2 separate regions of the Triticum aestivum genome follow, and region 1 is linked to region 2. The links are chromatin contacts, called in public Hi-C maps. All regions are on one chromosome and are shown on one strand. Each heading gives the region's core, a stretch centred on a gene start, on an enhancer-like site or on the middle of the called end of the contact. The rest is flanking DNA. Distances are from core to core; before and after follow the strand shown.

Region 1 (5,790 bases), core at 2,858-5,357, 300 kb before region 2:
CTTTATGCAACTGCAGACCAAATTAGAGCTATGGAGGTTGCTGTAAAGAATACCATGCCGGACACCGCGCATCGATGGTGCAAGTGGCATGTTCTAATGAAGGCTAAAGAGTTGCTCGGAGCGCTATACACGAAAAAGAATGCGTTCCGCTCAGAGTTCCACAAAGTGGTCAATGACATGATAACAATTGAAGAGTTTGAGGAGGCGTGGCACTTTCTCATAGAGAAGTACAACCTTAGGACACATCCATACATGACCCGGATATACGAGATAAGGCACAAGTGGGCGAAGCCATATTTCAAAGGTGTTTTCTGTGCAAAGATGACGAGCACGCAGAGGAGTGAGAGCGCTAACCACATGCTGAAGAACTATGTACCACCCGGGTGCCCAATGCATTTATTCGTGAAGAAATACATGAGACTTCAGTTCGACCATGAGTCAGAAGAGAATTACGAGGAGAAGAGAACCAGAATTGTAAGGTCCTTGACTTAAAATAATTGTTTTGTTCTGTCCCAGATTTTTTTTAAGGTATCATGGATATCATACACAATTTTGTCATGCAGGGGAGGCCGCTGATGAGAGCCAACTTAGCTATCGAGCGGCATGCTGCAAAGATCTACACACTAGCTATGTTCGAGCAATTTGGACACATATTGTACGAGTCCGGCGCATACCAAGTTGAAGAAGTGGAGAAGAACAAACTGTATGTTGCGATACACACCGAGCCGGAACGCAGGGAGAAATGGCACAAGGTGTCATACAATGTGTCGGTGATCGGACAAGGAGAAGAATTTGTTTGTGAATGTGGCCAGTTCTCTCACATGGGTCTGCTGTGCAGCCATGTCCTGAAGGTTAGGAAGCAGCTGCTGGATTGTTTGTCATCTCTTTGTGCTGTGTCGTTGAATGCATGACTGGTTGTAAGTTCTAACGCTTGTGTCGCAGGTTCTTGATTTTACACGTATGAAGCAAATACCGCCTAAGCACATTATGAAGAGATGGACGAGGGATGCCCGTGACGTGCTGCCATCTCACTTGGCCCAATACCAGAAGGACCAGATGTACAAACAGCCATTTTCATACATGCATTTCAACAAACTCATGAATGCAATGGAGTTGGTGCGTCTTGGAGACGCGAGTGTGGATGCGTACAACAAACTCATGTCCCTGTTCAAGGCGAATATGCAGGAGATGCAGCCATTCGCCGAAGTTCGCGATGGGCTAGGTTTGGAAGATCGAGTACCAGATAATGGAATTGTCGTAGATCAGCTGGAAATCAGTGAGGTCGTCGAGCAAGGTTTAATACAGGCACAGCAGGCAGAATTTAGGGATTGTCACAATATCTCTGCTTCAGGATCGATTAATACACTAGCGGGGTTGTCTGATCCGGCTAAAAGAAACAAAGCTGGCCGTCTAACGACCGGGAGGGAGAAAGCACCATCTGATGGTCTGAGCAAGCAGCCAAGATTATGCACTATCTGCCGGAAGCAAGGTCATAAGCGAACGACGTGCCCCGATAGGGGCGACGCTCCAAAGCAACCTAGAAGGCCCGGAAGGTGCAAAAATTGTGGTGTCGAAGGTCATCGCAGAAACAACTGCACAAAGCCCCTAGATATGAGGATGCCAGACCTTCAGATTTCCTGGTATGATGAGTTGGTAGTTGATGGCTGTTCCCGGGATTTGTTTCCTGGCCAGACTGAGTACAAGTTGTGACTGAACAATCTGATATTGTTCACAACTATTTAAGCAGTGTGAGGCTTAGGCATTTCCAGTGGCATTCTGAATTGGTACGTACATGTACATAGGCCTAGTTTATTTCCGTTTGGGTTTGTCGGATGAGGCAGGGATGGGTTTGTGCTGGTTATCAGGCGTGCGCTGTGGCTCAACTCAATTTAATTTGGACATGCAGGATATACGGCCGAAGGGATTCAGTGTTGTAAACGTAGGCAGGCTCCATGCATGCAGAACTATCTGTAACAAGTAGTCCAGAAGTTTAAAATTCATGTGGAGAGTGCATTTGTAGGTGGGAATGGAGACATGGCATGCCCTTTAGTTACACCTGCAACTTGGTTTTGAAATTTCGAAATTCAAATGAGCTGGGCGGGAATGGAAAGGGCATTGGAATGAGCATCCGGGCCGTCAGATCTGCAGCCCATAGATGACTGTTAGAGCTTCTGGACCTGCACATATTTTTGGAACTCTTAGGGATGTTTCTTACAAAATTGTTGAGGCTCGGCCCGAGACCATTGGATGAAATCCAAAATAGGTAGGTGAGATGCTAAGATGTGAATGTGCTCTTTTTAGAGGGTTTGGGTAGCATCTCCTATGGCTTGCTCTAAAGTGAAGAAGTTGCAGCCGGCACAATTGACAGCTTTGAACATATTGGATATTCTTTTGTCAAAAACAAACTAGGACAAGGACACAACTTACATCTAACATATCATAACATTTTTCAAACCCAAACCCGCAACACACATTGAGAAGAAAATAGACAATTCCGACATTGAATATAACCTACTGGAAGTTGGGACTTGAATTTGGCCATTCGTCACTACTGAGAACGAATTTGTCAAAAAAAAAATCAAGTAGTATTTCAAATTTTGACTTGAATCTCTATAACATTATTATAGATTTATATATGTTGTGTCTATTTTTTTTACAGTTCTTTAATAAAACTTTTTAAAGTTTCATCGGAGGCCGGGTACACCGCTAGCCCCGCCGCGTCAGATAACCAGCTCCAAATTAAGGTAGGAAAAAAAACTTTCAAGGGGACCCAAAAAAAACATAAGTGCTTGCCCTACTAGAGGCTCAACGTGTACCCTTATTTCAGACGGCTAAACTACCAGAAAATCGTTCGAGATATGGTGACTATTCCTTGAGTTGTCTTTATATGCGGCCAAGAGGATTAAACCACAAGAACCAAACATCGGTTTGGTGTCTAGTGGGATGGTTTGACATCCGTCCCAACGAGGGATCAAACCGCATATTTGACAACTCATGTTCTTACAGTGTGAGGCGACGTTTCTGCCGATAACGAGGCGTGCGCCTCTCTGATCACAGACTCTGCACAATCTTAAAAGCTCAGTAGATCCAGCGTGGTCGGACGCGCATAAGTGTGCGTCGTGATGACATGCATATACAAACATGTCACGATAGTATTACGATTTTACAAAAGGGTTGATGTCGCCACATATGTCCATTGTTTGGACGGAGAGAACGAAGGCCGCCGTGTACAATGCCGCCGCGTGAATTTGTCTGGCTCGTTCCAACGCGCCATCGACCGGCGGCAGCTCAACGGCTCTTGGCGTGTGCATGCAATGCACATATATATATGCACGCCCGGTGTTGGTTCTTCTCCAGGATCATCCTATCCTATCCTAATCAATTTCACTCCCAGGACTCTGAGCTGCATCCAGTTATACACCCATGGCTTGGTCACTGCCTGCGGCTACGGGTAAGAATCTTCTACCGTTAGACTTCATCCTTAACAGTTCTCAATGTACTACCAAAATGAATGTCTTAATACTGTAGTAGAGAACCGCGGGTAGGGCCCAAATTGATCTCCGGTTCTTGTAATTACAGTTTCTTGATTAAGCATCTGTGGGATCGGGAGGGCTGCTTATTGGCTGGGTTTTCTCCGATTAATTCATGTTTCTTTTTAATGTTTGTGTACTTTTTTAAATTATGAATATTTTAAGATTTTTTCAGTTTCCATCAACAATTTTCAAATACGTGAACTTAAAAAAACATGAACACGTTTCAAATCAGTGAACATTTTAAAATTCATCAACTTTTTCTCAAATTTATGAACCTTATTTTCAAATTCGTGATTTTTGTAAATCCTTGAACTTTTTTAGAAATATGTGAACATTTTTTTTCAAATTCATGAACTTTTTTGAAATTTTGATTTGAACTTTTTTCCAAATTCATGAACCTTTTCGAATTTGCGAACTTTTCAAATTCGTATGATTTTTCAAATGAGTGAACTTTTTTCGAACCGCTACAGTACCACGTGGTGCTCCCAACATGGCCCGGCCCAGTAGGGGATGCTCTGTGCGCTAAATGAAAACTGTCGCAACAGGCGCCGATCAGGAGCCCTCCCAATTCCCCCAACGTCTCAAAAAAAAAGGAGCTCTCCAAATTCCCCACCCAGGACGCCAGGCCGGCGAGATGCCTGACGGCGATGCAGAGGCCCGCACCGCCACCACAAGTGCGGCACCTCCGGGTCCTCCTCCGCCTCTCGCCATGGTCGCTTCAGCCGGCGCCGACACGCTGAATCCGAGTACCCGGCACTACCGGCCGCCGGCGCCGTCGTGCCACAGCGCGGGGCTACCAGGCCCTGTGAGGTACGGGAAACCCTAGCCGAACGATGCAGTTCGAAATCTGGCGCGTGTGTGATTCGAGTATGACGCATCGGCCGGGCCTGGGATGCGATTTTATTCATTTTTTTGCTGGGGAATTTATCTTGTGTGCACTGCAACTCTGCGAGCTCCGGGCATTTGGGGAAATCAGGAGCTTATCCAGTTCGAAATTGCCTAATAGTTTTTCCCAGCGCGCGCATGGCCAGCACAAAAATAGATAGTGCATACATTTTATATTGCTGGAGAAAACCATTTTACAGGTTAGTGTGGATTTTAGTTTGACTACGTACATGTGAAATCAGTAGCAAAATGATTTTTTATGCACTTACAATTGTTGGGCTGAGATGGAGGTTTCAGAGTGATGATGGCATGTGAGGATCAAATTCAGGAGATAGTGGGATGGAAGAAATAGGCTATTTAGAAGATTATTTCTACAAATTCTTCGTTCCAACATGCAAGATGGAACAAAAATATGAAAAAGGGCTGCTCGGACCATAGAAAAAAAATGCATCCATTATAAATCGCTAAAATCTGTGTGTTGTGGTTGGCAAGCATGTGGTGGTCCCTGGTCCTATCCCCGGCCACCCGATGTGCCATTTTAGGTTTATAAACAGAGAGCAACAAACTAGTTGCTATTATTTTAGTTTTTATGTAGTTATAAGTTTGTAAAATCAATGCCAATAAAGAATTAATAAAGATATTTCATCTGAAAAGTTGCATAGAAAAATCCAAAGTCATAAACTGAAACAAGCCGTTTATTTTTTTGGATTAGAGGTAATATTTTCCCTACAGTTTCTAGAATGAGATAGAAAGAAACATGGAGTCTAGAGTCTGGACTGTAGACTTCTCCTTTTTGGTCTGCTCCCCAGCATAGACTCATAATGAAGATGTGAACTTAAACTCTTGTATGGTGAAAGAAAACTTGAAATCAGATAATAATAGCTAAGAGAGACATACAGAGTTGATGCTTTGTTATATAAGAAGACGAGCATTAACCTTATTTTCTTCATCTGATTCAGATATTGTTGGGTCAAAACGTTTGTACTAGTGGGATCAAACTCTTAACTAACTAATGATGTATTCCTTATGAATGGACTTCTATGACATTTTCCTTAAATGGTGCTTGGATTGGAGGGGCTTTGGCATATTCTGCAAGAAAGCAAATATTTGTTATCTACTACTCACTCGCCATATTAGAATATTTTTTTTTGTATTTGTGGGGCCAAATGTCCCATAGCGACAGCATAAACATGCATCCAGAGTAGATAGATAAATATGTACATGATACATCTCTTGGCCCTTGCCTACAGGTCTGAAGCTCTTACTACTTGTCGCTGCCACGCTGACCCTGCAATATAGTGCTACCGCTTATGGGGCTGGGTACTATGGGAGCATCAGCATGGCATGGCCCGGCTGCCCAGACAAGTGTGGT
Region 2 (6,092 bases), core at 1,994-4,493:
GTGTGTGCCGGTGTGCGTTAAGAGGCTTAGAGCGTCCAAGATTTATCCACTGTCCAGCAGAAATGTACAGGTAGTTCTACTGTATTATAGGTATCTAAGTAGATGTTGGAGTCTGCAGTGTGAGTGTGAAGGGACACAAAATTCAGTTCCCTTACTTCCAATATTCAGTATGCGAGTCCAGTGTTAGTACTAAGGGAAAATTCAGTATGAGAATCCAGTTCAGTGTGAAGGGAAAATTCAGTTCCCAGCAACGGATCGATCATCGATCTAACTGGGCCGTACCAACTATTATTTGAAAAAAAAAATCTTAAAATATATATATATATATATATATATATATATATATATATATATATATATATATTCGGATCTACTCCCTCTGTTCGTAAATATAAATCTTTTTAGAGATTTCATACATACGGAGTAAAATGAATCAACCTACACTCTAAAATATGTCTATATACAACCGTATGTAGTTTGTAGTGAAATTTCTAAAAAGACTTATATTTAGGAATGGAGGGAGTATTAACCAAACAAGTAGGACAAACAACTCTGGAAAAATAAAGAAATTACATTGAAACCCCCGAGGGCCTACAATCTTATTTCTCTTGAAAGCGTTGATAAGGTGTTGCTCGATTTAGAGATAAGCGTTGATAAGGTGTTGTTGATGGTGGACGAGAAGTCATCAAGGCTATGGTCCTGCCAAACCATCGTCCTGGAGAAGTTGTTATAGTCGGAAAAGCCACGTATTCAAGAGTTAGATCTTAATTTTCACATGCCTCACCTCGATACTGGAGAATGCACCGACATGACAAAGATGAGGCATGAGAATCCAATTGCAAAGGTAAGCCATCGCCACTGCCACATCGGCACACCCTGCAAACTCTAGCCTCATCGCCGACAATTGATGATAGGAATCTATGGCCTCGAATCATGGACACTACCGCACACAACACCATCCGTCCCACATACAATTAGGAGACAGAGGGGGTAGAATTTGAAACGAATATGTTAGGGTCAAGACCGAAATTTCGACAAACAATTAGGAATGATTTTATAATAAATTATAAATTACCTTTTGTCCAACCTCCACAACACAATCAAACCGGCATGCTAACCGGAATTGTGCCACCGGCTACCCTCTCCTCGCCGCCGGCCGCCTCCTCATCGCCTACCCTAATAAACCCTAATTTTGTTCCTCGCCCTCTAGCTTCATCCTCCCGGCTCCCGAGGTTGAATAGTCACCGCTTCGGTACAAGCAGCATGCCACGTGGCCACTCGACAAATTTTATTCTTTGACACGTGGACCGCCTCCGTGGCGAGCTGATTGACTAATCACAGTCTAACCCCCATGCCACGTCAGCACAAGTCACCTACAAATACAGTTAAGGCGAAGAGCTGACTCGACTGTGCAGACGAGGAGCGCTATCTCCCTGACAGGTAGGACATGGCGAACGAGTCGTACTTGCTCAGCACCGACGCCGACGAGGCGGCCCTCCCGGCCGGGCCCGCCGACGGCAGCCGGAACGGCCCGCCGCCCCGAGCGCGGGCGTGGCCGAGCGCCAGAAGGTCCTCCATGATTGTGTCGGACGGCGGCGGCGCCTCCACCTCCCCGGCGACCCTCCCCTCCAGCATCTCCAGCACGCGCGCCATGCTCGGCCGCGCCCCGGCCTTCTCCTGCGCGCACCACAGCGCCACGTGCACCGCGCGCCGCACCGCCGCCTGCTCCGCGTCCCCGACGCCGGAGGAGAGCCTCCGGTCCACGACCTCCATCACGCGCCCCGCCCGCGTCATCTCGGCGGCGATCTTGGGCAGGTACGACCACCCGCCGTCCTCCTCCGGCCGCACGCAGCGGCGGCCGGCGACCAGCTCCAGCAGCACCATGCCGTAGCTGTAGACGTCGGACTTCTCCGTGACGCCGGCGCCGAGGAGCCACTCGGGCGCGAGGTAGCCCGCGGTGCCGCGCACCGCCGTGACCACCCGGCTCTGGTCCTTGCCGGCCAGCTTGGAGAGGCCGAAGTCGGAGAGGACGCCCCGGAAGCCGTCGTCGAGGAGGATGTTCTCCGGCTTCACGTCCAGGTGCAGCACCTTGGAGCGGCAGTCGTGGTGCAGGTAGGCGAGCGCCTTGGCGACGTCGACGGCGACCTGGTAGCGGCGCGGCCACGGCAGGCAGCCGCGCGGGCGGGCGGCGGCGGCGGCGTCATCGGCGGGGGTGGGGGCGGGGAAGATCCAGCGGTCGAGGGAGCCGTGGTCCATGTACTCGTAGACGAGGAAGCGCGGGGAGCCGAGGCAGAAGCCGAGGAGGCGGGCCAGGTTGACGTGCTGCGCGCCGGCGATGGCGGCCACCTCCGCCCGGAACTCCTTGTCGGCGCGTCCGGCGGCGGCGCGGCCGTCGTCGGCGATCCGCTTGACGGCGACGGGGGTGCCGTCGTCGAGGACGCCGCGGAAGACGGTGCCCGAGGCGCCCCGCCCGGCCACGCACCGGAAGTCGTCCGTGGCCGCCGCCAGCGCGTGCAGCGAGAACTTGCGCGGCAGCCCGGCCACCTTGCGGAAGTAGCTGTACTCGGCCCGCAGCTCCTCGCCGTCGTCCAGCGCCCGCCGCGCTGCCATGCGGTCCGCCCGCCCCGCCGTGCAGTGGAGCATGACCAGCAGCGTCAGGACCGTCGCCGCCAGGACGGCGGCCGTGGAGAGGTAGAAGGGCCTCGACAGACGCAGGCAGAGGTAGAGGGCCACCTCGGCGGCGACGAGCACCGTGCTGGCCACCGCGACGGCGAGGACCTTTGCCTTTCTGCTCCCCATCCGTGGTACCAGACCATCTTCTGAGCTCTTTACCTCGTCCTACTCCCAGTTTTGACTTGCTGAATGTTGATCCTTGCAAATCATAAAAGATGACAACGACATTCTCAACTTGAAATTTTTGAGCTTTCCTCTGGTCTCCCTTGAGTCGTAAATTTCAAATAGGATAGGCAACAGGCGAGGAAATGTTCAAACCAAGAACCGATTTGGCGCGACAAGCGACACAAATGGCATCGCGCCACGGGGAATTTCATCGAGAATTTCATTCGCACTTTCAATTGTTAAGTTGATTAAGTAGATGAGCAAAGAGGGATTCAACGCCTTTCAGTGACATCAGTGGATAGTGTGGTTGGTGAAGCCTGCACTTTAGACAAATCCAAGGTTTGAATGTTTCAGCAAACAACTAAATGTTACTACAAAGAAACTAGAGCTTGATTGACAGTTTCCTCAAGGTCTATTTACCGTCATCAAAACTCGACGACAAACAACGGATCAAGATCGTCAAAGCGAAAACGATGCTCCCATAACAAATTACCCACCAGCAAAACAGTTGATGTGGCCACTGAACACGGAGCCATCCACGCAAAGATGCAATTAAAACCTTATTGACTGGATGAAAGGCAAGTCGAAAACGAAAGAGACGTCACTGTTTGTTTAATGAATCACATTATTCGTGTGCGGCAATTCTCCAAAAAGAAAAGAAAAACTATGTTTCCAGGGCCCTTTGCTGCTCCGATTTCCCAGTCATGACAACTGAGAACAGCAAACTGGTTGGCATGGGTATTAAACTCTATGGGCACGCAGAAAAGCTGGTGTTTTTCACAGCTTCAAAGCATCTCAGCAACAAAAATAATTGGCACCGGTCCACTGTTTCATCAGTAGACATGCCCTCTTCGATCTTAATGGTGGTGGTGGTCGTCGTCGTCATCATGTCCGTCGGGGTTTCCTCCGTTCCCAATAACCTCAAGCTGCGGAAATAAAGTTGGAATTTCAATGCTCAGAAAACATGGAGGCAACACATGATTTAGTATCTTGTTCAAAAAAAGTTCACACAAGGAAAAGCAAATTATGTCAACAGAAGACAGCAACATACCTTGAAATACTGAGTGCAGACTGGGCATTCATGCGGCTCGCCTTTCTTCAACCAAAACCACACAACATCATGCTCATCCTCTGAAAAGGAGCAAAATAGTGGAATTTGGAATTTGAGTTAATTAGATTCATGATGGGTTGATAATCATTTCTAGATAAGATGCAGGAGAAGACTGAAGTTTCGCAGCCTCTGTTAGTGGAGACAGAATTATGGATTCAAGTTAATATACCTCCTTCACCACCAGGGCAACCAACAATCCTCTTGTCAAAGTGTGACTGAATGATAGCTGGCTCTTCCTATGAATGAGGATGTGGACACATATTCATTCAGTTAGACCATACGAGTAGAAAAAACAACTAAAGTGCACAATGATACACAAGGTACAGTTGAGCCAACAAAACACTCTGCAAAGTGATTTGTCAAAAGAACAAAACAGAATGCCATGCCTATTTGTGAACTCACAACCATATTACATAACAGCTGTTGCAAGTCAAATGGATAAGTTATGAGAAAATAGGCCGGGCAAATCAGTGAGGTAAAACAGAAAGGGGTCATTGCAGCAAACAAGAATACACAGGGACAGCTACGCAATTCACCATTCTAACTGAGAATAGTCTGTTCTTGATACATGAGGACAATATACTTTACTAGAGATGCATTAGGCTGGAAGATAAGAAACGTAAATTCAACTTCAAAATAAGAGTTACAACCATTGAGCATGTCAATTCACAAATCATAACAAACAGATCCAACACCATCCGTTCAACTAAAATGCTCCACAGCAGCTAAGATCACATTGATAAGGAACAGACTCACAGAATAAAACAAGCAGGATTTTTCAAACAAAATATATCTTCCATGAAACAAAGTGTTCAGTGTTCACATGATATTACAAACCAAGGGGAAAAAACAGATTAATAAGCTAAAAGGAATAGAAAACAGAGCAATGAAAAAGCAAATTCTAGATGCCTGCAAGTAAGTATAAGTTCAAGAGGTGGGTCCGAGTCAGAACAAGTGGTTGGAAATTCAGAAAGTTAACCCTTGCAACAACCCCTGAATTGTCTTTTAACATGCTAAAATCCAAAGACAGCTGATACATATTATCACAACCCAGAAGATGCTAATTGCCAAGGTCTGATATTATCACAACCCAGAAGATGACAAGTGCACAAAATGTTCAAGCAATGACTATGTCGTAAGAATGTTAAAATCAGCCTCATTTTTGCAATGACTATTATCACAACCCAGAAGAAGACAAATTTGCTTGCAACATACAGCCTCATTTTTTACCAACACGACTTCCAAAAGTTATGAAGACAAACATGATTGTGTACGCTGGACTGAATCTATCAGAATAACGTATCGTGCTGCCTTACAACTAGAGCAATGCCATTGGTCTCACCAATACCTAACTTATGTTCAGCAAACCACTCTCTGACTATTACTAGTAGATCAAGGCAATAACGGCAAGCCTAAGGACCACACATCACCATTTCAGTGCAGACAAACAACCTATTAGACAATCCAATCGCGCACGGATCAAATGACCATTGCAGATGGCACCAAAAATTGGGAAAGCGCTGACCTTGGTGCCGAATGGGCCGACGGGGGCGTCCATGTCAAACCGCTTCTTTCCCTGCAGACGAAATCCAACGAGGGTCAAGAACGAACCGGCAAGGAAAATGAAACCGTGAGAAGAAGAAGAGACGAGGCCTAAGGCGGCCACGACGGAGGAGGGAGGCGGGCGGGCGGGCGGGCGGACCTGGAGCTCGGCCTCGATCTCCTCGCGCTCGTGCCCCGTGGCGATCGGCATCACGTCCTCCACCCGCATCCTCGCCTGCCCCGCATCTGCGGAAAACGCGCGGACCGCCGCTGTCAAATCGGGACCGAGAGACGGACGGGGACGGGGACGGGGGACGGCGGCGAGGGGCGACTGCTTACCGAGGGTGGAGAAGAAGGCGGGCGCGCGGCGGAGGGCGCCCGCGGCGGATCCCGAGATCGCCGGAGCGCGGCGCGCGGCGAGGGCCGAGCGGCGGGCGAGGAGGAGTGCGGCGGCGCGCTTCCACATGGCGGGCGGCGGCGGCGGGCGGACGAGGGGGCGATGGGGAGGAGACGGGTCGGGGTCGGGGTGGTTCGAATGGCTCGCTCTCTGCCGATGGGTCTTATGGAACGGAGGCCTTTTCCACTTGGTGTTTCTTTTCTA

The links. A called contact is a pair of places that touch in the nucleus more often than the background predicts.
Region 1: a Hi-C map of leaf shows a contact between it and region 2, with 9 times the contacts expected there. The contact joins the promoter of LOC123088012 here to the promoter of LOC123088007 in region 2. A contact is called at or near these places in 2 of 5 Hi-C or Micro-C datasets (both in leaf).

What each region holds. Positions count from the first base shown.
Region 1 is chr4A:670,056,733-670,062,522 of IWGSC CS RefSeq v2.1, reverse strand. LOC123088012 (wall-associated receptor kinase 3) reads left to right here and starts at 4,107. Exons shown (of 4, transcript XM_044510143.1): 1 at 4,107-4,343; 2 at 5,669-5,790. The coding sequence starts at 5,758.
Region 2 is chr4A:669,752,756-669,758,847 of IWGSC CS RefSeq v2.1, reverse strand. It overlaps LOC123088007 (probable receptor-like protein kinase At5g20050), which reads right to left and starts at 3,243. Exons shown (of 1, transcript XM_044510135.1): 1 at 1,050-3,243. The coding sequence starts at 2,799. The coding sequence ends at 1,426. LOC123088008 (putative cytochrome c oxidase subunit 5b-like) reads right to left here and starts at 6,082. Exons shown (of 6, transcript XM_044510136.1): 1 at 5,831-6,082; 2 at 5,652-5,737; 3 at 5,475-5,525; 4 at 4,119-4,185; 5 at 3,890-3,969; 6 at 3,386-3,764. The coding sequence starts at 5,957. The coding sequence ends at 3,696. LOC123088009 (wall-associated receptor kinase 3) reads left to right here. Exons shown (of 4, transcript XM_044510139.1): 4 at 1-285.